7 separate regions of the Mus musculus genome follow, and all the other regions are linked to region 7. A link is a contact called in public Hi-C, HiChIP or PLAC-seq and promoter capture Hi-C data. All regions are on one chromosome and are shown on one strand. Each heading gives the region's core, a stretch centred on a gene start, on an enhancer-like site or on the middle of the called end of the contact. The rest is flanking DNA. Distances are from core to core; before and after follow the strand shown.

Region 1 (3,194 bases), core at 57-2,556, 380 kb before region 7:
TTGAGACCCAAGTAACACAGCTAAAGGCAAGGCAACACCGTGGATGTCCTTCTAGAACGCCCCCACTCTTTAAAGAGCATTATTGTACACACCTTACATAGTGCTCTCTCTTTACGCCGAGTTGGATTTTTAAAAGCAGTGTTAATATTTTAAAGTCATATGTGAAACCAAAGGCAATTATCAATCATCAAATTAAAATAAAACAATGTAAATTAATAAACATTTGCTGAGCTCAAGGTCCATTTAATTTAGTTTGGGCAATATCTTCTCTTTCAGCTCCAAAGATGCACAACTGTAAGGCTTTTCTTCGAAAGAGAAATTTCACTGGTAAATGGTAAATGCTCCCCAGACCTAGGAATCAAACGCTGTTGCCTGCCTCAGAGTAAGGAAATGTTAAGTCAAGTCTATAAATGCTTGAGTCTAAACCAAGGACATTAATTTACTCAGTTGTTTGTGCCAGAAACATTTCCTGAGACCTTGCCGAGATAAGGTAGCAGCTCTGTCATTAACTAACTGTGCAGCCACTGTCACTGAGTGACAGGTCAGTCACTCAGTTTGATCCTCTTTAAATGTCGACGTATCCTCATCTTGAGGGTACTGACTGGCATCAACACTCTAAGAAAATCAAGCTGCAGTGGTAAGTCATCATAAGGATTTTAGTATCAGATAAATCAGAAGAAATGAGGGTCAGCTTTCTAATTAGCATAAATCAGCTGTATAGCAAGAGCTACAGCTGTCAAAGCTATCATCCACATGCCCAAGAAAACACCCATTGCTTGATTTTCTGGATCTTGGTCAGTTACGTTAATTACAGTGATTATTTCAAGCTCCATCCATTCACATTTCAAAAATATTTTTTAGAAACTTATTTATGGTGTGTGTGTGTGTGTGTGTGTGTGCGTACCCCATAGTATGCACTCATGTTAAAAAGAGAGGCCAAATTTCTGGAGGTGGTCTTCCCCTTCAACCATGTGGATCAAAGGGCTGCCAAGCTTTGTCCCAACTGCCTTTATCTAATGAGCCACTTCACCAGCCCTGTTTGCTGGTTTGCCTAGCACTATGCTGTCTTCTGTAAGTAGAAGTATCTTCTTGTGACTAAACGTGTGCAGCTCACTTGAAGGGTTTGCAGACACCTTCACTGGGATATTGTAATAATCCTTTCCTAGATTTTACTCCTTAGACTGTCTTTGATTTTACTTACACGGCTAATTACATTTAAGACTGCCCACTGAATGATTTGATGGCTCTCCTGTTATTGCAGTGTTTGGTCACTTGAGGAGACTTCCCAGTGTACTGGGCCTTGCTTCCCCAACTCTGCCTCTTTCTGTGCAGACCAGGGCCTTGGTTTGCAGATGTTAACTCCTAGTACAAGGTCAACACTCCACTTTAGTTTCAGTTTCATTTCCACTAATGAAGACTTTTTTTTTCTTATTTATGGCTTTTAAAATTAATGCAATAAAAATCTGAAAGGAAAACATTGCCTTAAGTACAGGTTTGCTCATCTAAATTCTTCATGCTATGACTTGAAACATTTAAAAGTGAAATGTGTCCACATATCTAGCAGGCTTTAACTAAAAACTTTCAACTAACTTAGTTATTCAACAGGTTCTACAATCTGCATTCAATTACTTAATTTTACTAGCACAAGAAAGAATATAAAAGCACAGTTTCTATCGCGACCTTACATTTTGTAACTAGGGAAACAAATTTTAAAATGCCTAATAAATGTTCCTTAGTTTTATATGCCACAATTTATATAAGGCTGCCTAACTTTTAAACAAACCAGTTAGTCTGACCCAATTTAAAGAAAAACATTGAGGCTATTGACAGTTAACTGAAATGTCAAGCCACTTAAGAAGAAAGCTATTAGTAAAACAAGGGTGAGCTTATTAGCACTTGTGAAAAGCACAATAAATAAACAATGGGGCCCATTCAGAGACCTGAACAGAGACAACAGAAACCAGTTCCCTCCTGGGCAACAGTCTGTTTATTTTATTTGCTTATCAGATATCAGAGCAAATGATCCCATAGGCTTCGACTGGCTTAAAACCATCTCCAGGCTTCCAGGAAGGGACTCTGTGGGTTTCCAACAGGGGGGCTGCTCACAGGATCAGGACAGAACCCTAAAGTATCTGAGGCTATTCAAGGCATCCTTCACTTACCTGCATCTCTAACACGTCCAGTGGTGGTTTTAAGAACAGAGCAGGAAGTAAGGTGCCTTTCCAACAGAACTCTAGAAGCACTAGACAGAAGGTAGTGATATTTTGGAAAAATAGAGCAACTTTGTTTCTCACCTTGGGGAAAGGTATGAAAAGAAAAAAACTGGGCACTCAGTCATAACTGAAGTGTTCTAGAAAACCAACAAGCAACCAAGGCATGCACTGTAAAATGTTCTTTTAATGATGTCATCTAGGGTTAGGCTAACTGATGAAAGTCTCTGTTTCTTTTATAGTATAAACATGCAGAGAAAATTATAAATTCCCCTTTTTCATATAGAAAGAAAAGGTAATGATACTGTTTGAAGAAGATAAAAGACGTGAAATATCATAACTTCCTAGTCAGAGGCTGTTTAGGATTGAACACATTGGCTACAATCCTCTTACTTTAAAAGGGAAGAGCAGCAGGTATTCAAGGGAGGAAGGGCTAATATATCAATAATAAAGGTCTTAACACGGTGTTTCCAGCATCTAACAATAAACTGGGTTTTAATGGTGTATGGATGGTACAACATCAAATGCGTTCCCCCTTGGGGTTTTCTAGGTGCTTTTCATGGCTCTCAAGCGTGACCCCTTCTTCAAAAGATGACGAGATATTGTCCTTCGGTACCTTCAGGTTTCATTGCTGATTAAGTCAAATCATTTCAAAGCTTTACAGGACGCCCTGAGGAGGAGACATGCTGGAATGGCACATTTAATTCCTGAATGTTTGTGTAACCAGACATCCACTAGGGCAGTGGTTCTAAACCGTTCTAATGCTGTGACCCTTTAATATAGTTCCTCCATGTTGTGGTGACCTCCAATCATAAAACCATTTCGTTGCTACTTGTGCCTGTAATTTTGCTACTTTTATAAATAGTGGTGTAAATATCTGATATGCAGGATATCTGATATGTGACTCCCCAGTCCCCGCCCCCAAGAGGTTGCAACCCACAAGTCCGAGAACTGCTGGGCTAGAGGAAAAGGTTTTAACTTTGC
Region 2 (3,318 bases), core at 723-3,222, 460 kb before region 7:
TTCTTAGCTAATTTAGAGGCAAACTTACACACTATTAATGCAAAAGAATCCGTGGCAATATTAGCATAAAGCACAGATGGAGTCCTAATGGTCTATGCCATGAGTAAAAGTGTATAGAGAATGCCAGCCTGCTTTGTCTCGCCATCCCTCACTGCCAGCAAGCATCACACCAGTGGATCAAACAGAGCAGGTGAAACGCCACTGCAAGCCCAGACATGTTCATCTCATCCCTCTCTATAACCAGAGCATGCAAAGGAAGAGCCCTTGTCTCATAATTCACATGGTGACTCTGCAAAAGAGCTGTCAGAGATACTTAGGTCAGTGCATGTTAAGAAAACGGCTTAAGGATATCACATGTCAGGCACAACTTAAAACACGTTCTGCCCTGACCTCCTTAGATTGGCAATCCAATCTTGTGGACATTTGTGTATATCACCCACCTTCATTCTAATCAAAGGCTGGCAGAATAGAAAGACAGGGCTGGCTTACAGGACATGGGAAGGGCAGTTCACATTTCCTGCTTGCTCAGTCATCAATCCAAAGCAACTGACAAATCAAGCTACTCCCAGAGACAGCTTCCCCTTTTCCAAGAGCTATCTCAGACACAGACAGGAGAAAAACAACAGATAAACTATACTCACATGGGCAGGAATGTTGGTGACCTTTGAGTCTAGACTTAACCGGCTATTTCTCTTCTCTCACCCTAACCTGGACTGGGAATCTCATAAACAACCTTGCAGTGTCATTTGCAAACAGGACATTCTTTAAGAAACATGGAATCAAGCTACTGTGTTTGCACATGATGTTTTCAACTTTGCTTAATCTTTGAACCTGGTTATAGAGCACAATGTCTGTACAATGCAACTTCCAAGCTATGCATTCACACACACACACACACACACACACACACACACACACACACACATACATACACATATGATTATGTTTGATTTGATTATATTTTATTATATTTCATATATATATATATATATATATATATATATATATATATACACACACACACATATATCATACATAAATGAAGCTTTTAAACACTTCTCTTGAGAAGCCCACACCACTGACTTGGTAGGTATAGATATAGTTCTTTCATAAAATCCATCAATACCTCCTCTCTACCCCTTTTTCTCTCCCTCCCTTCCTCTGTCGCTCCCTTCTCCTCTCCTTTCCTTCTTATGCTTAAATGCAAAGCATTTACTCTCTCTATCTTCTTTATTTCTACCTAGTAAACTCATTACTTGGTCCCACCCTCATTTTCTGTAGGGGGGTTACCAAATTTGGGGTTCACTGAATTGACCCCTATAAGGAGAGTCTCAGGATTCTAGAGACCCAATGTTGAGTTGTGTCCCCTTGCTTCATATTAACTAACTAATCCAGTGAGGCTGGGGAAAGTGGGCAACAGACAGCAAGCATGAGCTGACATGGACTCTGAAGAGCTGACCCTGTCCATGGCGCACTGCAGGTTTTGTTAGAGGCAATTGGAAAAGTGTTAGAAACCAAAACTAAGGAAGAAAGGAAGAGACAAGGAAGCCGCCCGCAGGTAATAAGAATGCACCCATCTAAAGAAAGGTTCCTTCTCTTGATGGAAGTGTATAGTAACTAGTTGCCTCATTTTTAGATGAACCTAGAGTAAAGCGTTTTGCTTTAAGGTGGTAAGGTAGTGGGGTTTGATAAGTTTGGCTATTTGAAAATACAGAATGCCAGTTAACAAACCATCAACATGTGAAATGTGATCCTATTCAGAGTAAGGGAGGGAAATATACAGGAAGATACTTGAGTCTTCCAGGCTATACTTTGTGTTCTCATCCTGGGAGATTTAGCTTAATTTACATAGAGCTTTAAACAATTCTCAGTTTATCTGTGTATGGAGTGTGCATGTGCAAAGATACACAAACCCTGTCTGAGGGAGAGAGTCAGACCCTTAGAACAGCATGAATATACTTAACAGGGCTCTGGCTACATTAGTCACACTGACGCGACTCACTTGCCTTATTTGAAAATATCAGGCTTTCACTGAAGATAGTGTCTCAAAAATCTAAATACACATGCTTAAACACCTATAAATAAAACTCCAACTTAGTAATGTCCTGGTCTTTTCATTTATCTTTGACATCATCCATTCCCAGCAACATCCTCTTCTTCCACTTCCTCTAAGGATCATCCACAAGTCCTTAGCCTTAAAATATATTCAGTCAACATTCATGGGTCCCAATCACCTCTCTAGCAAACTGAAGACCTCCTTCAGTTTTCCTGTTTGTTGACATGCAAATACAGCACAATGAGGTTTTATGCAATATGTCAAAAGTGTTCATAAAAGGGCAGAGCGGTGCTAAAAGCATTTACTAAAATAAGCAATTTTCCCTTTCCCTCTGGCTTACCAACTATATATTATACACAGTACAGTTTGAACTATCCTCTAAAATGTCTTCCGAGCAATTTTTCAATAGAACAGAACAAGAATTCCTTCAGGAAAGAAAGGGAACCTGCAGTGGAGAAATGGAGAGGGAAGAAAAGAGACCAACATATAAATGATAATAAATGTATGAAATGTCGTGAGGAAACCTACGCCTTGATATGACAAAAAAAGAAGTAAGTTTTAAAAATCAGATGTTAAATAAAATAATTACCATTTCAAGAATAATTATAGAAAATGAACACAAGAATACCACCAACAAATACTTCTATAATTTGAATTTTAAGGCAATTTTCATTAAAATATGACAAAGAGTGTATACTCCTAATCCTTCATATGTGTTTTGGTTTTTTTCCTCAACATGATGCCTAAAGGACCCAAGGAATGGAAACAGGTGAGGATCCACTCTGTCTCTGTTTGCAGTTTTGAGAGGTTCTATCACAAAACAACTTAACTTTTGACGATGATGGGAGGTTCATTTTAATACAATTGCAAATGTCTTATACAATAAATTATATAATAATGACTCAACATGATTCCTTTATGAAAAGGACTTATTGTAGCTGTTTCAAAAGATTTCAGCACAGTTGAAAAAATTAAAATAAGAGTGAACTTGAATTTTTTTTGTTAGAAGAATAAAATGTATATACACAAGACCAATGTCTTTATTTGCCTGGTTAATCTGTTAAGAATAATTTCATATAGGGTTATCAGGAAAGCAAAAACGTATTTGCTGATTTTAAATACTAAATTTCTAATTTAAGAATTTTGATTGAATATTGAATATTTTAATAAAGGTTAAAGTCAAATTAGATTTTTTTAAATAAAATATATATTTGAGGAATTGCTTTTATGATCCTATGGTAGTAATATCTAAAATGTTTAAT
Region 3 (3,011 bases), core at 15-2,514, 440 kb after region 7:
AGAGAGCTGCTACCAAAGTGAGCCAAACAAGCCAGGAAAAGAGAAAGTAAGCGATGTCCCTCCACGTGTTTTGTTTGAGTTCCTACCTGAGTACCAGTTCTAACTTCCCTCAGTGATGGTTTGTAATCTTCAAAATGAAATAAATCCTTTTTTCTTCAAAAAACTAAGATTATATGGCAAATGCTCCATAGGAAGTATGTTGGCAGGATTATGCTCACTTGAAGAAAGTTAATCAGGATAAAGTAAATGCCATCCCGACTTTCCTTCTGCCTCCAACAAACAATTGCCTCTTGTCTTTAAGTCATCGTCACCCAAAGTCCTTCATTCTCCATGGTAAAGGGAAAGGATGGAGAGCCAGACCCACAAAAAGCAGGCCAAAGAGTCAATCTGCATGTACACTGAGAATCACTAAACTATCTTTTCAAAATATTCTTCCATAAGTCATTTCATTAAAAATACATACAATCTGTACTTTTTAATGTTTTATATATATATGAATGTACTATAGCTGTCTTTAGACACACCAGAAGAAGACATCAGATCCTATTACAGATGAATGTGAGCCACCATGTAGTTACTGGGAATTGAACTCAGGACCTCTGGAAGAGCAGTCTGTGCTCTTAACCACTGAGCCATATCTCCAGCCCACAGCATATACTTTTAAAAAGCAAGGATTGTTAAGCACTGAAACGAAAGGTTATACTAATATAGATTGTGTTTATTGAAATGAAAAATTAGTCTTTGTAGGATTTTTTTGCTAGATATTTTTAAAATAATACAACATCAGTTCTCTACTTGCCTCTCTTCTCATAACACCAGCCACATGATGTCACTCAAAATAAAGACATATTAAGAGAAAAATAACTGACACGGTACATGGTTTCAAAAGCTTTTACTGTTTGGTCAAATAATATTTTTTAATTGTCAGTCATAAAGTGAGAATACACATAAACATATATGTTAAAGTTTATCAAATCTGCACTGTTATTACATGAAAATGTGTTTGGGCTTATAGGAAAACATAATTCCTGAGATAACTTGGCTTCTATTACTAATTCTCATCACTGTCAAATCATCTTTTTTTTAAGTTACTTGGGAGTGTGAATTGAAATTAGGATGTTCAATTCAGACTGATCGTCTACAACGTGCTCAAACACTCAGTGAGCTGTGTGTTTTACGAAAGGTAGAAAGAGTATGCTGAGGTTTTCCATCCAACGGTATACCATATGGGAACAAAGCACACTGCACATAAAAGAAGCCGTCTCTGCTGACTGTCAATCACCCCTAATGAGCACATGCCTCCTCCACCATCAGTCTCTGACACAGCCCAGCCCAGCTGTGATTTTTGCATTTATTGAAATTCCCCCTGCTAAATAATTATGCTCATCTTTTAAAAAGTAAATTGCTCACAATTACATTCAATTTCTCTCTCCCACCCAACATATTCTCCACCATGACAAAGCAATCCCAGAGCATGGCAAGACTGAGTTCTAACCAGTCTCGCATACTCCTCAGGCATTTCTGTTGGCTGGAACCACAGCATAAATCATAGCAAAGCAATTCTGGTCTTCTGCAGGGTGTGTTCAAGCTTATAACTCAGGGACCAAGCCCTGAGCCCAAGCCTTGCTGGGCTAGCAAGCCTTTCATCCTTTCCTAATTCATGTTACTTTGTATTAGCTTTCAAAACAATCCTACAGGTCGCCAACTGAGACATAAAGCTGAACAAACGCTGTGCGCTATCTTTCTGGGGTTCGTTAAGGCACTGGGATCGGTCCTGCATGCACTGGAGCTGTCTGTCTTGATTTTCTTCCTCATTTGATGCACCTGCCTTTAAAAGCAGTCAAACACATTAATTGGAAGAAAACCACTCTGAAAACGCTTGAGGTTTTTGTTGTTGTTGTTGTTGTTGTTGTTGTTGTTGTTGTTTACCCAAGCAAGTTCTGAAACCTTACATGACCCAGATTGTGTTTTTCTCTGGATCTGTATGTCTGCTTGTGAATGCACGTGTTTGCTTCATGATAATTTTCTAATATGCATAAAATATTGAAAACCAGGTATTTACCAAAGGCCCCATACACCAGCCTTTGCAGTCTGAAACCGAAAACCTTTTAAGGAAAAATTTTAACAACAAATTTCACCTATTCTACATATCTGAAACCAGTCATTAGATTCCTTAGCCTTTAGTTGAAAATAATAAAAAAAAAATCTCTTTTAACTAAATAGGATATACTTTTAAAAAAACAAAAATCCCTATGGAGATGTTTCTGTGTTGTTATTAAATGCCTTCCCGCGTTGACGTTATACTCCACTTCCGGCTACTGCAATTCGATGTCTCCTGCGTACAAGGTGATGAGCAGGATGGCAGTGAAGCCGGTTAACATCCCTGCATTCTGGATCATGAAGAAGGTGAAATCCGTTTGTCTTCCAGTTACTTTTTCTCTCAGCATGTCGTTCATCTCTGGAAACTAGAAGACACATTATTAAATGGCTGTCGCCATCTTGTGGTGAATCCTGAAATGCTCGTCTGGGGTTTCTGCACAGGAGCTGAGCATTTCTTTCATTTGGGACTGGATCGTACCAATCAATGTTTTGCTTCAGGTATTGAGGAATCCTAGTATTCTGCGGCATCCACGGTAAAACTATCGAAAGGTCACACAGCCAGATAGAATGTACCTGGCTTGATGCGTTCTCTCCTCAACTCTCTTCCCATATACAGCTGTCTACACCTCAAATTTTAAGGAATTCAACCCGGTGGGTTTCACCCTCAGGCACGCATTTCTGTTTACTTCCGTTAGCCCTTACTATACTATACTATACTATACTATACTATACTATATTCTGCTTCATCCCCATTAGATATGCTATTGTTCCTCTTATCTCATAGTATTTTTAAGTATGCCATGTTTTACTTTGTTGTTTCTTGCTTAGCCCAGGCTGCCCTACTATGTCACTATGTCACTATGTAACTAATGACGATCTTGGACTTAATAATCACCCTGCCTTGTGCCACC
Region 4 (3,044 bases), core at 5-2,504, 490 kb after region 7:
CATGAATCTAAAGGAACAAAGGCAGCTACACTCTGAGCTAGACTGTCAGAAAGACACAAAGGCAGGCAGATTCCTGAGTTCAAGATCAGCATGTATGCTTACAGTCTTTTAAGAATCAAAGGACTGCGGTCACGGGATGTTGATTCAAAATATAATCAAAAGGAAACCTGGAATAAATAACTGAATTGATATGTAAATTAAAAAACTGGGCTTTTGGTCTGCATGAGATGAGCTAGCAAAAGGCGATAGCAGTTGTTTAGAAATTCTCTCTAGTGAGAGCTGGGCTCTCTAGAAATCTCTGGAGAGCAAAACAGCTCTTCAAGAATTTTTTCTTACCAAGATTTCTGACTTAGTCGGAAGATCCAATAATTTTTTATAGCAGCTTCTCTGACTAAACCCAGACAGCATTTAGAACTTTTACCTACAGAGAGAGCTGTCTCAACCAGACAGTTTTTAGATGAGACAGACAGACAGACAGACAGACAGACAGACAGACTGACTGACTGACTGGAAAGCCATCTCAGCAGAACCTGAGTGGGCAGCTTGAACCCATGATTTGACTTTGAGTCGTTCTTTCTGCCACTCCCAGACACCCCTTCTCTCAGAACCCCACTCCAATGCCAAGGCTGGTCCTTGACAAAGAAATAACATCTTGGGAATATAAATTGTCCAAGATTAGCTCATAGGAGGTGAAGAGAAGATTCAAGTCTCATGTTTTCCCGTTACTAAGCAATTAGAGATTGACTGTTATGTCTTCTTCATTAAACATGGAGAGTAACTCAAATAATAAAAAGAAAATCCACAGGATCCTGCAGGGAACTGTATTTTATTGGGCCTACTAGTTTTTAGGGTCATAAAGTTAAATTGCTCTTTAAACTACTTAGGATCCTTGTGAGTGGGGACGGGGGAGGTGGGGAACAGAGATCACTTAAATACAGTTCTATCTCTCCCTTCTATCCCCATCTTTCAAATGGGAAAGCTGGGGTCCACAAAGGTTTCATTCAAGCAACAGAAACTAACAACTGACCCCAATGTCTCAAACATAGGCTCAGACTCCTAACACAGCTGGGGAGAGCCCGGCGTGGTCACGTGCTTCCAGCAATGAATGTGGACCATCTGGATACAGACTCTCTACAGCTGTTTAGATCCGGGACTCTCTCCTACAGCAGAGGCAGCCTGTCAGTGCACCTGAACTGCCGCTGCGCACGTTGCATACGTAACATAACGTAACGTAACGTAATGTAACGTACTCTGTGAGACCAGGACAATGGATTACATTAAAGAAGGAAAATGTGAAGACTGAAAATGCTTCTCTGATGAGAAAGCAGCCACCTAGATCCCACGAGCTCATGTTACCGTAATATTTACTAATAGGACTCTGACAATGCCTGGCGCATAACAGTTCCTGGTAGACAGGTGACAAATAAAATAAAATAAAATAAGAATAAAATAAAAACAGGGATAAATAAAGTGGAAAGGAGTGATGAGCTCTTGGCTGCTTGTGTATGTAACCAAAGGTACAAGAGTAACTGAAACAAAACAGGTGCAGAAATCTCCGTGACAGTAGATTAGTGTGGGGCACCTAGCTTAGATCCCAACCATTTAAAGTGCAGCTTTGAAAGTAACTATCGGGAAGTCTCTTCTAACCTGGAAGAAAAGCGATCGTTTCACCGATTTATCTCTTCAAGGGTCACTGACAGGTGTCACAAAGTCTGGTTGGTGGCTTACAGGCATGACACAACAGGAACATTCGAAGCAGGAGTGGACGAGAAAACGGCAGATCTGTCCGCTGTGATGACGGGATTACCTAACTCGGTGACCAGACACCTTGGTGTCCCTCCCTTTACGCGTCTCCAGCTCGCTGTCTACCAGCCTCTCCCAAGTCTACCATTGTAAGTGCCTCTTCAGAGTTGACACAATCTTTCTTGGCTTGACTTTTGGACACATTCTTAACACCATTAAAAGAGAAGGTTTGAGCAAGAAACACTCCAGACGAATAATCCTCTAGGAGGCCGAACTAGGGATGACAAGTATTCTCTGATATCAGTGCTTCCATTTTTATCTCACGCCTTCTTATGCTTCTTACTTAGGGCTGAATGGTGCGCATGTATTCAGAAACACACGCAAACACACATTCACACACACACATATATACACACATAGGAACACGCAGATATACACATACACCACTCACAGTCACACATACACACGCACTAAAACATACTGAAATACACATATATCAGATCACACAGATACGTGGCCACGTACAAATATGCTTACATACATACATACATACATGCATGCATGTGCACATACACACATACATTCTTCCAAGTCTTTCTGAAGAGCATATGAAGACTTCTTCTCTAGAATATATTATTATAAAGACAAAAATGTCTAATGAATTAGACACTATTAGGAAAAACTCCTTATGAAGCCGTGTGTAGAGATAGCATTGCTACGACAAGGCAGGTAAAGTGCAATTTACAGACAAAGACGCCCATATGTTGAGAATGTTCGTATCTAGGTCCTAAATTATGAGTGGTTTTTTTTTTCCTTTCTGCTTATCTAGCTTTCCCAATTTTAAACAATGTACTTGTGTTTCTATGGGGATCCATCCCATAACCAGACACTATTGTGGATGCCAACAAGAGCTTGCTGACAAGAGCCTGATATAGCTGTCTCCTGAGAGGCTCTGCCAGTGCCTGACGAATACAGGAGTGGATGCTCACAGCCATCCATTCAATGGAGCACAGGGTCCCCAATGAAGGAGCTTAGAGAAAGTACCCAAGGAGGTGAAGGGGTCTGCAGCCCCATAGGAGGAACAGCAATATGAACTAACCAGTACCCCCAGAGCTCCCTGGGACTAAACCACTAATCAAAGAAATTGCGCAGAGAGATCCATGGCTCTAGCTGCATATGTAGCAGAGGATGGCCTAGTCGGTCATCAATGGAAGGAGAGGCCCTTGGTCCTGTTAAGGTTCTATGCTCCATTATAGGGGAATGTCAGGGCCAGGAAGCAGGAGTGGGTGGGTTGGGAAGCA
Region 5 (3,388 bases), core at 229-2,728, 290 kb before region 7:
ATTAGTAAATAGCACACCATTATGTGAGAAAATGTCTATGATAACTACACTAACTAGGGGTTTAAGTGCTGCAAATGTAAAGGTTTCCTAGAAAATAGCTTTAAGAAAACAGTTGTAGAATTGTTTCTAGTTTTGGGAGGTCAACATTGAAAATGTGATGAAATGTTTCCTTTTCTTGGGATAAAGGAAACTAAAAGAACATGCCACTTGAACGTAAACTTAGAAAATCTAGAATGTATTATGTAACACAAAGAATTTAGACAAAGAAAAGTAATATTCACCTGTAATATAAATTGTTAGAAAGCATTTAAATGATTGGTCATATTTAAAGTAATATAAACCCACAATTGAAAGATCAGGTTTGTATAAAGTAATAAAGACCTTTGTGTTCAACTATCCAATGAAATATAGGAAATCACACTTGTGGCTCTACCTGATATGCATTAATTTAGAAACTGGAAAAGGTGCCAAGGCCATTTTGATTTCTGTTAATGTTTGAGGAGGATTGACGTCTTGTGATATTAGAGACATACAATGTTTTCAAAGAATATGTAACATAGCAAAATCATTATAATTTAATACTAAGTGACCAAAGGAGACTAATGCCATTTCTCTCTAGCAACATCCTAGCTGGATTGTGTATCACATGACTTCAATTTTGTAAAAACACATCAATTTATTTGTAAAATCAACATAATTTCTAAAGTGTTATGATCATTAGGACAAAGTATCAGTCAGAAGCAACTCAAAGGAAGAGAGGTTGATTTCGGCACATGGTATCAGAGGTAGTCCATCATAATTGGGGGGGCACAGTGGAGCAGCTCAGTCTGTGGCAGAGTGACCATGAGGTGTTGGTTGCTTGCATGCCAAAAGATCAGGAATCAGAGAACAGGACCCAAACGGAGGTAGGTTAAAAGAACAAACAACAACAACAATAAACAACAACCTCCAACCATGTACCCCTAATGACATGTGGCAGCCAGGACCAGGGTTGCAAAGGTCCTATAGGCTGTAGAAACAGCCCTACTAGCTCTTTTTTCCACTGTTTGTGGAACAAGTACTCAGACCATGAATTTGTAGGGGCATTAAAGATCCATATCAGAACTAATAAATATAAATACACATACGAGTATAGTCTAGTGGAGCAAATGCTATGTGCAATGTGTCAGAGGAATTAAATGTGAGGAACTTTTTTGTGCTTTTGCATATTTCCCCATTTATTTCTATGATGGTTTATTTTTTATATTTCATAAGAGACCTTAAGACTTTCTCTCATTTCTGTATGATACTTGCAAAGCTCCAATCCCTATCTTTGCTACAACTGTAGATACCTATTAGCCTTCAAAGACACTACTCTCTTTTAATGGTCTCACTTTACAACAACACGTAATAGCTTATCATTTAAGAAAACTATCATGTGGTACTTGGGTTGAACCAGCCATAGGATGGCAGGATGTGGCTGCCAGAGAGTGCTGTGTATCTTCGGCAGGAACCACATCCTCCTCCCACCAGTTCTTTTTATAGCTAATGGCAGTGCCTAGGCTTCTGGCACTAAAAAAAAATTCACATTTTTAAAATTGATCTCATATCCTCACTTTTTTTTTTCCGTGAGCAATTCGCAGGATAAGCTTAATACAGAACATAGGGTATCCTGTTTATGAGAACAGTAGGTGTTAGGGATTCAAATAACTACGTTTACTTAGCTAAACTGGATAAATATGAGCAAGCTGTAAGAATAACAATCAAACAACAGTTGCTTGTTTTGTTAGAAATGATCCATCCTTTGTTATCTCAACGGAACCCTCAAAATTCTTGTCTGTTAGACTATAACTTACAAAGATCAGTCATGCCAAGGTCTAACCTGTTCTAACAGAACAATGAATTTAGCCTTGCTCACAGTAGTCTTTTGTTTTGTTTTGTTTTGTTTGTTTGTTTTTTGTTTTTTGTTTTTTTGTTTTTTTTCTTCAGGCAGGGTTTCTCTGTATAGCCCTGGCTGTCCTGAAACTCACTCTGTAGACCAGGCTGGCCTCAAACTCAGAAATCCACCTGCCTCTGCCTCCCAAGTGCTGGGATTAAAGGAATGCGCCACCACCGCCCGGCTGTAGTCTTAAAAGCTCTCGGGTCTTGTATGTTATACAAAAATAAATACTGAAACAGGTGTCCCTTGTGGACATCACTGGATCAAGATAAGTTTTGGCTTCTTGCTCATGTTTACATACACAGAAGATTAAACGGGAGCCTTAGCTCCTTTAAATTGACAGCTACCCTCTCTTTGGGAAATTGGTACCTATGAAAGAGCAACTTCCATGTTGTGACTTTTCTGAAGTATATTCTAATGTCTGAGCATGTGCAGAAACAGCTACAGTTTTGATGAATTGTGATGCTATAGAACAGCGATACACATTTAAAAGTCCAATATTCTCATGGAAAAGGCAAACAGATATAATTTTATACAGTGATGTTGAAATGAAATCCATTTATTAGACTTACTCAGTAGCAACAAAATCTTACTTCCCAAGGTCTGCAGTTGAAACTGTGGATCACCGTTGGGCAGCCCATGAATTGTGAGCGCTTAGAAGCTGCCATCTGTGTGTAACAGCCACACCCTGGGGTTTATTACCAAGGTCGTTTTTATGACTTTCTACAAATGTGCTTTGTGTCTCTGAGATGTAGTTATAAATGTTCGACTCTGTCTGGAAATCCACAGAAGGTCTCCAAAGGAAACCTCAGGGAAAGTGTGGAAACTGCCCCAGGTAAGAGAGGCGGAGAGAGTGATATACAGAAACTAGAACAAAGTTAAATAAGCAGAGGCAGGACTGGAAGCCTGGTCAGAAATGAGAAACAAATCACCTGTGTTTTGTCAACAGTGGCTTGGCAGCCAGAATAGGAAGGACAGAGGAAGTTAAACCCATGCTGGTGTCCAGAAGTCAGCTACAGAAAGTGAACCTCTTGGGCCAGATGGTTTTATGGCCTTTGTAAACAATAGATTTGCATAATGCTTCCTCAATAATTCTGTCAGGAGCAGCAGTGAGCTTGAAAACAATGCCCAACTGTGTGCTTTCTGAATGGTCAGCTTTCTAAATGCCCAAATGCGCATAAAGGGGAAATTGGGATGCTGGGTAGAGGATGGAGTTGGTAAATAAAAGGCTTACTCAGGCCAGTACGAGCAACTACTAGATGTCCCAAATGCTGATGCTCGGAAGTACTAGGCTGCTCCTGATGATCATATTATAAGCTGATCATCAAAGTCGGGGGTGGTGGGGGAGGGCTTCTCCGATTTCAGGCTTTGGAAGGTTTCCTTGTTTGCACTGATTTGTAGCTTCCTGTGACTTTTAATTCTGAGGCTTGGCTGGCTGCCATCTGCTTCCTTCTTAAGAAGAATCAACAA
Region 6 (3,362 bases), core at 835-3,334, 510 kb before region 7:
TTAAGGCCACTCTGGGATATAGAGTCACACCTTGTTTTTAATAAAAGAAAGGAAGTAAGGAAGAAAGCAGTGAGGAGAAGGAGGGCAGGCCAGTGAACGTTTACATGGTTTCTTGGAGTGTTTGCTGGTGGGATGCATTAACATCAAAGACAGAGTTATGAGATTTTGTCTCTTGGAGAGGTTTCCTATTCTGTTTAAAAACTAACAGTTTTCAGAAATTGATATATTTTAGAACTGTTTCTTTGGGGAAACACTACAATTATAAAATAATTATAAAACAAATAAAATAAAACATTAAATTCTAAAAGAGTTACTTAAAACTAAACCAGATACCAAGCCTGTACTTCAGCATGTAGCTCAGGTCAGTCTGGAACTCACTAAGATCTTCCTGCCTCAGCTTCCCAAGTGCTGTGATTATAGGAACAAGATTCCATGTGATTCCATGTGATTATGTGCCTGGCTAGACATGGCTTTTACTGCTACTAACTCTTGACACTGCTACATGATCCCGACCATGGTCATGGACTATTTGGGATTTTAATAAAATGTTTGTGATGACCAATGGTCATCTATTTCAAATTGTATTATGATGAAATTCAAAACATTCACATTTCCATAGAGAAAAACTCATTTTCATATCAAAAAAATACAGATTATTCCCAACTCTTCGATAAGCCAGAGTATCCTGATTTCTCCGCTTGCTTTCAAATATTCCAGTGCACTGAAAATCAAGTCCAGAAAGAACTCCTTTCAGGAGACAGAGAAGAGTGGTACCCAGAGAACAATCACCAGGAATATAGAACCTGAAAATGCCTGTCAAATATGTGCCCCAGTGAATCCATAAACAGATACACAATGCATCTTTGGCTCTGGAGAAACGGGTAAGTGCTCAATAACACATGTTAAGTCTGCTGCTGCTGCTGCTGCTGCTGGAGTTTGGTTCCAGCAGGGATGAAGGATTTACCTTCTGTAAATCTTAAGCTCCAGTGGATGTGAAAACTTTCTATGGCTGCCTTGGACAGTGCCCCCCCCCCCCCCCCGCATACACACACCAAAATAAACTATTTTAATAACTGGGTATCATCCTAATTTTTTTATTACATATGTGAAAAATACATATCCTGCACTGACCCAGCATACAGTAACGGATGGGCAGGTTCCTGGGTCTAGAGAGGAAATTCACAACTGTGACTTCTTAAAAGATTTTTTTTTTCTTTTTACTGGTGTGTAGGGGTGCTTGCCTACGTGAGTATCTGTGTATGACATGCCTGCAGTGCCCACAGTTACCAGAAGAGGGCAGTGGATTCCCCAGAACTGGACTTATAGACAGCTATGGGCCACGCAGAGAGTGTTGGGAATGGAACCCAGATACTTTGGAAAAGCAGCCAGTGTTCTTAGGTCTTCAGCCACCTGCATTTAAATCCACCCCTAATCAAGCATTCCTTGGCCTGTATTATCTGTGTTCCTTTCTGGCCTTTTTTCAGCATTACTTTTATTTTTATGCTTGCCTGGCCTGTCTCTCTGTCTCTGTCTCTGTCTCTGTCTCTGTCTCTCTCTGTCTCTCTGTCTCTCTCTGCCTCTCTCTGTCTCTCTCTCTGTCTGTCTCTGTCTCTGTCTGTCTCTCTCTCTCTCTCTCTCTCTCTCTCTCTCTCTCTCTCTCTCTCTCTCTCTCTCTCTCCCCTGCCCACCCATGTATAACTGTTCCTGCCTCACGGGTGGGAAGACAGTAACTGGGAAGCTTGAAGAACACTCTCTCTGAGTAATTAAGCTAGAATTAATTGGATACTGGAAGAATCATTTTCTTTTCTTATGGACTGTCTTTAGAAACTGCGGGTTCTGACTCAGTCCAACTGTTCACCTTCTGGTTAAGAAGGCACTAAATGAAAACATTCGTTTCTCACTAGCATTGCAGAATACCACAAGGTGATTGCTGACTTTAAAGGAAGAAAGCAGGCCATTGTTAATCCACAGTTAATTAGGCAACAACTACAAAGTAAGATGAAGTGCAACATCACCACACAAGGGTTAACGTGAGGAGGAACAGGTTTCTTCATCCGGAAGTTCACCCAGGTCCTTGCTCAACTTTTTCTTTTTTATCAGTGAATCCACCAATCAGCAAATACTTAAGATAACCGCCTGTGAGGCAGGAGCAGTGTTACACAATGGAGACAGAGATATGGCCAGGCAAGTATAAAAATAAAAATAATGTTTAAAAAAAAAAAAAAGTCCGGAAAGGAACACAGATAATACAGGCCAAGGAAAAGCTTGATTAGGGGTGGATTTAAACGCACTAATCTCAAGACAAGGAAAATCACGGAGGCAGCAGATTGCATTATTTCTGTGAATAAGCAGGGACACCCCCGCAGGAATGACATTCACGTTGAGACTCAAAGGCTGAAGGAGATGCATCAGTGTTAAAGAAGAGCTTAAAGTCACAAAGCGGTTGCCAGAGAGGAAGAATAGCAGGTCCTCTGGAAGAGGCCACGGAGGGGCTTGGAGGGGACAGCTTGCCCTCCCTGTCTTACTAAGCCACACTTGGTTAAATCCCAATCCAAAGGGTAGAGAGACGCTACTGGAGAGTCTGATGCAGGCCACTGGCCAGACGTGTATATGCAGGTCCCCCGTGCATGAGTCTGCACCGGGCAGATAGTCTTCGAAGAAAGAGTCTGGACTTTTCTCAACACAGAACCTAAACAAAGCATGCGATTGTCCCAGATAAAGGAGCATCCTTGGTAGGGGCTCAGCTACCAGTAGAAACTCAACTAATGTGGGCTTTTATGTTTTTCACAACAGTCATTTCAACAGCACATGTGTGGCTCAAGACTTCTAAAGACATATGACCAGCAAAGCAGACTTGTTTCTTGGGCACGCAGAATATAAAGTTGCAGGCAATCCCTGGCATGTGTTTGTTTAGCTGTGAAAAAAAGTCGCTGAACAAAGAACCAGGTCAACAGAGAGGATGTCAAGACAGCAGCAGATAGAGATCAAGGCAGAACTTAATTAGGGCTTCCAATTAGAAAACTCAACGACAGCTCCTATTAACACTCGCCCGCCCGCCCCGGCATCTGCGCCCCTGGAAGCACTGGGGCTTATCTTGCTGGGATTAAGGAGTTTTCGATGACCTGGTGGGCTTCAGTTAACAGAGACTGGCCTCAAGACAAACAACTCTCAGGACTACAGTCTTGGGAAGTAGTGTGTTCTGAGGTTCACTTCCTGCTGGTATTTACCACGGCCAGCTTACCAACACGGGCCATTTCCAATGCAAGAACAGACATGCCTATATGCACAGCCTTGTCTGCTGCTCTTCAATACAATCGCTGGCTAACACTCATGGCCACATATTAAAAAAAAAAAAAAAAAAA
Region 7 (3,188 bases), core at 541-3,040:
ACTTTATATGCCTCAGTACAGGGGAACGCCAGGGCCAAGAAGTGGGAGTGGGTGGGTAGGGGAGTGGGTGGGGGGAGGGTATGGGGGACTTTTGGTATAGCATTGGAAATGTAAATGAAGAAAATACCTAATAAAAAGAAAATCTACATAAATACATTTATGGATTATGACAGAAAAAAAAAGAAGTTTGTGGTGATTCTCTTATGAGATTCCCACACCCAGGCTTACATATATCATTTGCCTCTCCATGCCCTCCTTCCAATGCCGTTGCTTACCTAGCAAACACAGAAGTGGATGCTCACAATCAGCTATTGGATGGAGCACAGGGCCCCCAATGGAGGAGCTAGAGAATGTACCCAAGGAGCTAAAGGGATCTGCAACCCTATAGGAGGAACAACATTATGAACTAACCAGTACTCCTGAGCTCTTGACTCTAGCTGCATATGTAGCAGAAGATGGCCTAGTCGGCCATCACTGGAAAGAGAGGCCCATTGGACTTGCAAACTTTATATGCCCCAGTACAGGGGAATGCCAGGGCCAAAAAATGGGAGTGGGTGGGTAGGGAAGTGGGGGGGGGGACGGTGTGGGGGACTTTTGGGATAGCATTGGAAATGTAAATGAGGAAAATACCTAATTTAAAAAAAAATATATATATATATATATAAATACACTAAATTTCCTTTTAATACACCACACCCTTTCTTTCTCCCCTATGAAGACTTAATCTTTCCTAAGTATTGCATTTCTGAAAACATTGACCGGAGTGACACCCATGTCCCTGTAAACTCTGCTGACATTTCTGGGTAAGCTGTCCTTCATAAGCAGCCGCTCACACGTCAGGGTATCATTTCATATACTGGCTTTATTGTTCCAAATTTGGAAGAGTTACTCAAGATGATCAAATAAGAAGTACCATGTAGAAGATAAATGTATATCTAATGCTTTTCAAAGCTTCCTCACATTTTGCTTTATGAATTTTATCTAGCATGTGTGGAAAGTTAATGACTTTCTGTGACACTTGATAGTTACAGTATTCCAAAAACACTTAGAGTAGAACTTTCTGGTTCTTTTCGAAGAAGGAAAAGTGGTCCATGGCAACTGTGTGTTACTTGCACACTTTTTTTTATTGAATATTTTCTTTATTTACATTTCAAATGTTATCCCTTTTTCCAGTCCTCCTCCCCCAACACACACACTTTGAATTTGATTGTCAAACGATCTCCAACTTTGGTTAGGTTGTAGTCTAGTGATTTTTGATATTTGCTCATTGTTAGGCTCTGGGATAACTCTTTGGGTATTTCTTATTCTTTCAAACAAGCAAGAACACAGCCATAATTCATGTTTGAGGAGAAGGGTATAGGGTATGTGTATGTCTCTGACCTGGCCCATTTCAAAATTAGAGCAGATCTAGGAAAAACTTCTCATGTGGGAATGAAAATCACTCTATAACACACAGACTTAGCCTGGAGCCTGGGTAAGATGAAATACTAAAATTTCATACCTTTATATCTCTGTCACGGTATCTCTATCTATGCCTCTGTCAAGTAGTTCCTTTTATAAAAGTCTACTTTCTGTCTTGCAGAAGGAAGGGTTAGCATAGCAGAGAAATACAGAACAGAATAAGAAAAGCTATAAGCTCTAGGTCACCTGAGCTTAAAGATAGCCTGGGAGAAAGGGAACCTAAGACAGCTCTCTCAAACTAAGTAAAAGCAAGCCTGAGCAATTTCACTTCCCCCAGCAAGGCCTAACCCTAGCCTTGCGGCCTGAGCCCCTGGGCTGCATTTCCGGCAACCTCGGGCCACAATCCCCAGAGTAGGAAGCAAGCTGCAGGGCCACAGACCATCGGAACTAAAGGTCTGCAGGGGAAGTTGCAGGCAGGGCTGGCCACTGCAGCTCCCAGGCTCCAACCTCCCGCAATGCTTCCTGTGGCTTCTGGCACTAGGGGTAGCACCCAGGATCTGTTCCAGGTTGGCCTAGCACCTCCAGGTGGGTGGTCTCATGTTTGTCAGGGCTTTGGGTGGAGGGTACATGATGACCCTGGAGTCCTTCTGAGACTAAGGGCCACCAGTAGACAGTTTGCCCTGGGAGCTACCAAGACCTGGGTGTCTTTAAACCTGGGGGTGGGGTGGGGGCTTCTCTACTTTTGAAAATCACTTTGCACCCAGCTTTAATGCTAGATCTCATCTGAAATGTATATACATGGAGCAAAATGCCTCGTTTGAAGCATCCTTGCCCATTCCCCTGCCCCGGATCAGTCTGTATAAAACCAACTCCCTGGAACCATGAGCTCCTAAATGAGAAAAAGGAACGGAGTCAACTTGGTTGACTATGTCAGATAGTTTACATTTTCAAATGACTGCTGAGGTGCTTGGTTTGAGTTCCTTTTGGTTTTATTTTTAAATGCATGTGAAGTTCCAGAATAAGCATTAAAAACTTAGCTTTGGTAAAGAGATTTCACCAGAATATTAACATGATTATAGGAGGTGTTCCTGGTGAGTTATACAGCAAGAAATTGTAGCCTGAAATTATTTTAATTTACTAATCAGAATTAAAATTCTCATAACATTTTTATTTTTATTGTATTTTATTAACTTTATTTTAGGTAGGATCTTTTGGCTTTAGTTGTTTTTAGGGTCTGATACACTTATTTTATTAGATATTTTCTTTATTTACATTTCCAATTCTATCCCGAAAGTTCCCTATACCCTCCCCCTGCCCTGCTCCCCTACCCACCCACTCCCATTTCTTGGCTCTGGCATTCCCCTGTACTGAGGCATATAAAGTTTGCAATACTAATGGGCCTCTCTTCCCAATGATGACCGACTAGGCCATCTTCTGCTACATATGCAGCTAGAGACATGAGCTCCGGGGTGTACTGGTTAGTACATATTGTTGTTCCACCTATAGGGTTGCAGACCCCTTTCAGCTCCTTTGGTGCATTCTCTAGTTTCTCCATTGGGGGCCCTGTGTTCCATCCTATAGATGACTGTGAGCATCCACTTCTGTATTTGCCATGCACTGGCATAGCCTCATACGAGACAGCTATATCAGGGTCCGTTCAGCAAAATCTTGCTGGCATACGCAATAGTGTCTGAGATACACTTTTAATAAATGTGAACGGTTGTTTTTTTTCCATTAAAATGGGGAATGTATCTATAACAATGGAAGATGGCCTGAGACCCTCTGGT

What was found. Promoter capture Hi-C pulls out the DNA fragments that hold promoters and counts their contacts. A called contact is a pair of places that touch in the nucleus more often than the background predicts. HiChIP or PLAC-seq counts read pairs in DNA pulled down with a chosen protein or histone mark.
Region 1: a contact with region 7 is called in a promoter capture Hi-C map of pre-B cells, with 3 times the contacts expected there. The contact joins the enhancer-like site here to the promoter of Bank1 in region 7. A contact is called at or near these places in 3 of 39 promoter capture datasets (the C10 cell line and pre-B cells), 1 of 15 datasets of contacts at CTCF or cohesin (pro-B cells) and 2 of 9 other capture datasets (liver and macrophages).
Region 2: a Hi-C map of bone marrow-derived macrophages shows a contact between it and region 7, with 16 read pairs. The contact joins the enhancer-like site here to the promoter of Bank1 in region 7. A contact is called at or near these places in 3 of 39 promoter capture datasets (the C10 cell line, liver and pre-B cells), 1 of 484 Hi-C or Micro-C datasets (bone marrow-derived macrophages) and 3 of 9 other capture datasets (adipose tissue, liver and macrophages).
Region 3: a promoter capture Hi-C map of hippocampal neurons shows a contact between it and region 7, with 8 times the contacts expected there. The contact joins the enhancer-like site here to the promoter of Bank1 in region 7. A contact is called at or near these places in 9 of 39 promoter capture datasets (the 3T3-L1 cell line, 3T3-L1-derived adipocytes, the C10 cell line and 3 more), 2 of 15 datasets of contacts at CTCF or cohesin (large pre-B cells and pro-B cells), 7 of 484 Hi-C or Micro-C datasets (the 63-12 cell line, the Ba/F3 cell line, cerebral cortex and 3 more) and 2 of 9 other capture datasets (adipose tissue and embryonic stem cells).
Region 4: a contact with region 7 is called in a promoter capture Hi-C map of liver, with 4 times the contacts expected there. The contact joins the promoter of 4933401H06Rik here to the promoter of Bank1 in region 7. A contact is called at or near these places in 2 of 39 promoter capture datasets (hippocampal neurons and liver).
Region 5: an H3K4me3 HiChIP or PLAC-seq map of the 230-238 cell line shows a contact between it and region 7, with 14 read pairs. The contact joins the enhancer-like site here to the promoter of Bank1 in region 7. A contact is called at or near these places in 3 of 39 promoter capture datasets (the C10 cell line and liver), 2 of 15 datasets of contacts at CTCF or cohesin (large pre-B cells and pro-B cells), 1 of 115 datasets of contacts at active chromatin or transcription factors (the 230-238 cell line) and 2 of 9 other capture datasets (adipose tissue and liver).
Region 6: a contact with region 7 is called in a promoter capture Hi-C map of liver, with 2.3 times the contacts expected there. The contact joins the enhancer-like site here to the promoter of Bank1 in region 7. A contact is called at or near these places in 2 of 39 promoter capture datasets (embryonic stem cells and liver), 1 of 15 datasets of contacts at CTCF or cohesin (pro-B cells), 2 of 484 Hi-C or Micro-C datasets (B cells and large pre-B cells), 2 of 115 datasets of contacts at active chromatin or transcription factors (acute myeloid leukemia and microglia) and 1 of 9 other capture datasets (macrophages).

What each region holds. Positions count from the first base shown.
Region 1 is chr3:136,706,578-136,709,771 of GRCm38.p6, reverse strand. All of the region lies in intron 1 of Ppp3ca (protein phosphatase 3, catalytic subunit, alpha isoform), which reads right to left. Among named protein-coding and RNA genes, the nearest start is that of Ppp3ca, 38 kb to the right of the region's middle. Within about 2 kb of position 1,306, at least 58 of the 459 cell types and tissues checked have an H3K27ac peak or open chromatin away from gene starts, as enhancers often do. A contact at or near this core is called in liver, macrophages, pre-B cells and 1 more, where this site is marked.
Region 2 is chr3:136,787,610-136,790,927 of GRCm38.p6, reverse strand. All of the region lies in intron 1 of Ppp3ca (protein phosphatase 3, catalytic subunit, alpha isoform), which reads right to left. Among named protein-coding and RNA genes, the nearest start is that of Ppp3ca, 120 kb to the right of the region's middle. Within about 2 kb of position 1,972, at least 3 of the 459 cell types and tissues checked have an H3K27ac peak or open chromatin away from gene starts, as enhancers often do. A contact at or near this core is called in bone marrow-derived macrophages, where this site is marked.
Region 3 is chr3:135,886,259-135,889,269 of GRCm38.p6, reverse strand. It overlaps Slc39a8 (solute carrier family 39 (metal ion transporter), member 8), which reads right to left. Exons shown (of 9, transcript NM_001135149.1): 9 at 698-2,465. The coding sequence ends at 2,316. Among named protein-coding and RNA genes, the nearest start is that of Gm31243, 14 kb to the left of the region's middle. Within about 2 kb of position 1,264, at least 25 of the 459 cell types and tissues checked have an H3K27ac peak or open chromatin away from gene starts, as enhancers often do. A contact at or near this core is called in hippocampal neurons, where this site is marked.
Region 4 is chr3:135,838,479-135,841,522 of GRCm38.p6, reverse strand. 4933401H06Rik (RIKEN cDNA 4933401H06 gene) reads left to right here and starts at 1,254. Exons shown (of 5, transcript NR_040540.1): 1 at 1,254-1,416; 2 at 1,689-1,892. The region is part of intron 2 of Slc39a8 (solute carrier family 39 (metal ion transporter), member 8); the gene reads right to left.
Region 5 is chr3:136,609,966-136,613,353 of GRCm38.p6, reverse strand. No RefSeq gene overlaps it. Among named protein-coding and RNA genes, the nearest start is that of Ppp3ca, 58 kb to the left of the region's middle. Within about 2 kb of position 1,478, at least 82 of the 459 cell types and tissues checked have an H3K27ac peak or open chromatin away from gene starts, as enhancers often do. A contact at or near this core is called in the 230-238 cell line, adipose tissue and pro-B cells, where this site is marked.
Region 6 is chr3:136,835,718-136,839,079 of GRCm38.p6, reverse strand. The region is part of intron 2 of Ppp3ca (protein phosphatase 3, catalytic subunit, alpha isoform); the gene reads right to left. Among named protein-coding and RNA genes, the nearest start is that of 1700006H20Rik, 120 kb to the left of the region's middle. Within about 2 kb of position 2,084, at least 61 of the 459 cell types and tissues checked have an H3K27ac peak or open chromatin away from gene starts, as enhancers often do. A contact at or near this core is called in acute myeloid leukemia and liver, where this site is marked.
Region 7 is chr3:136,324,668-136,327,855 of GRCm38.p6, reverse strand. Bank1 (B cell scaffold protein with ankyrin repeats 1) reads left to right here and starts at 1,790. Exons shown (of 17, transcript NM_001033350.3): 1 at 1,790-1,986. The coding sequence starts at 1,917.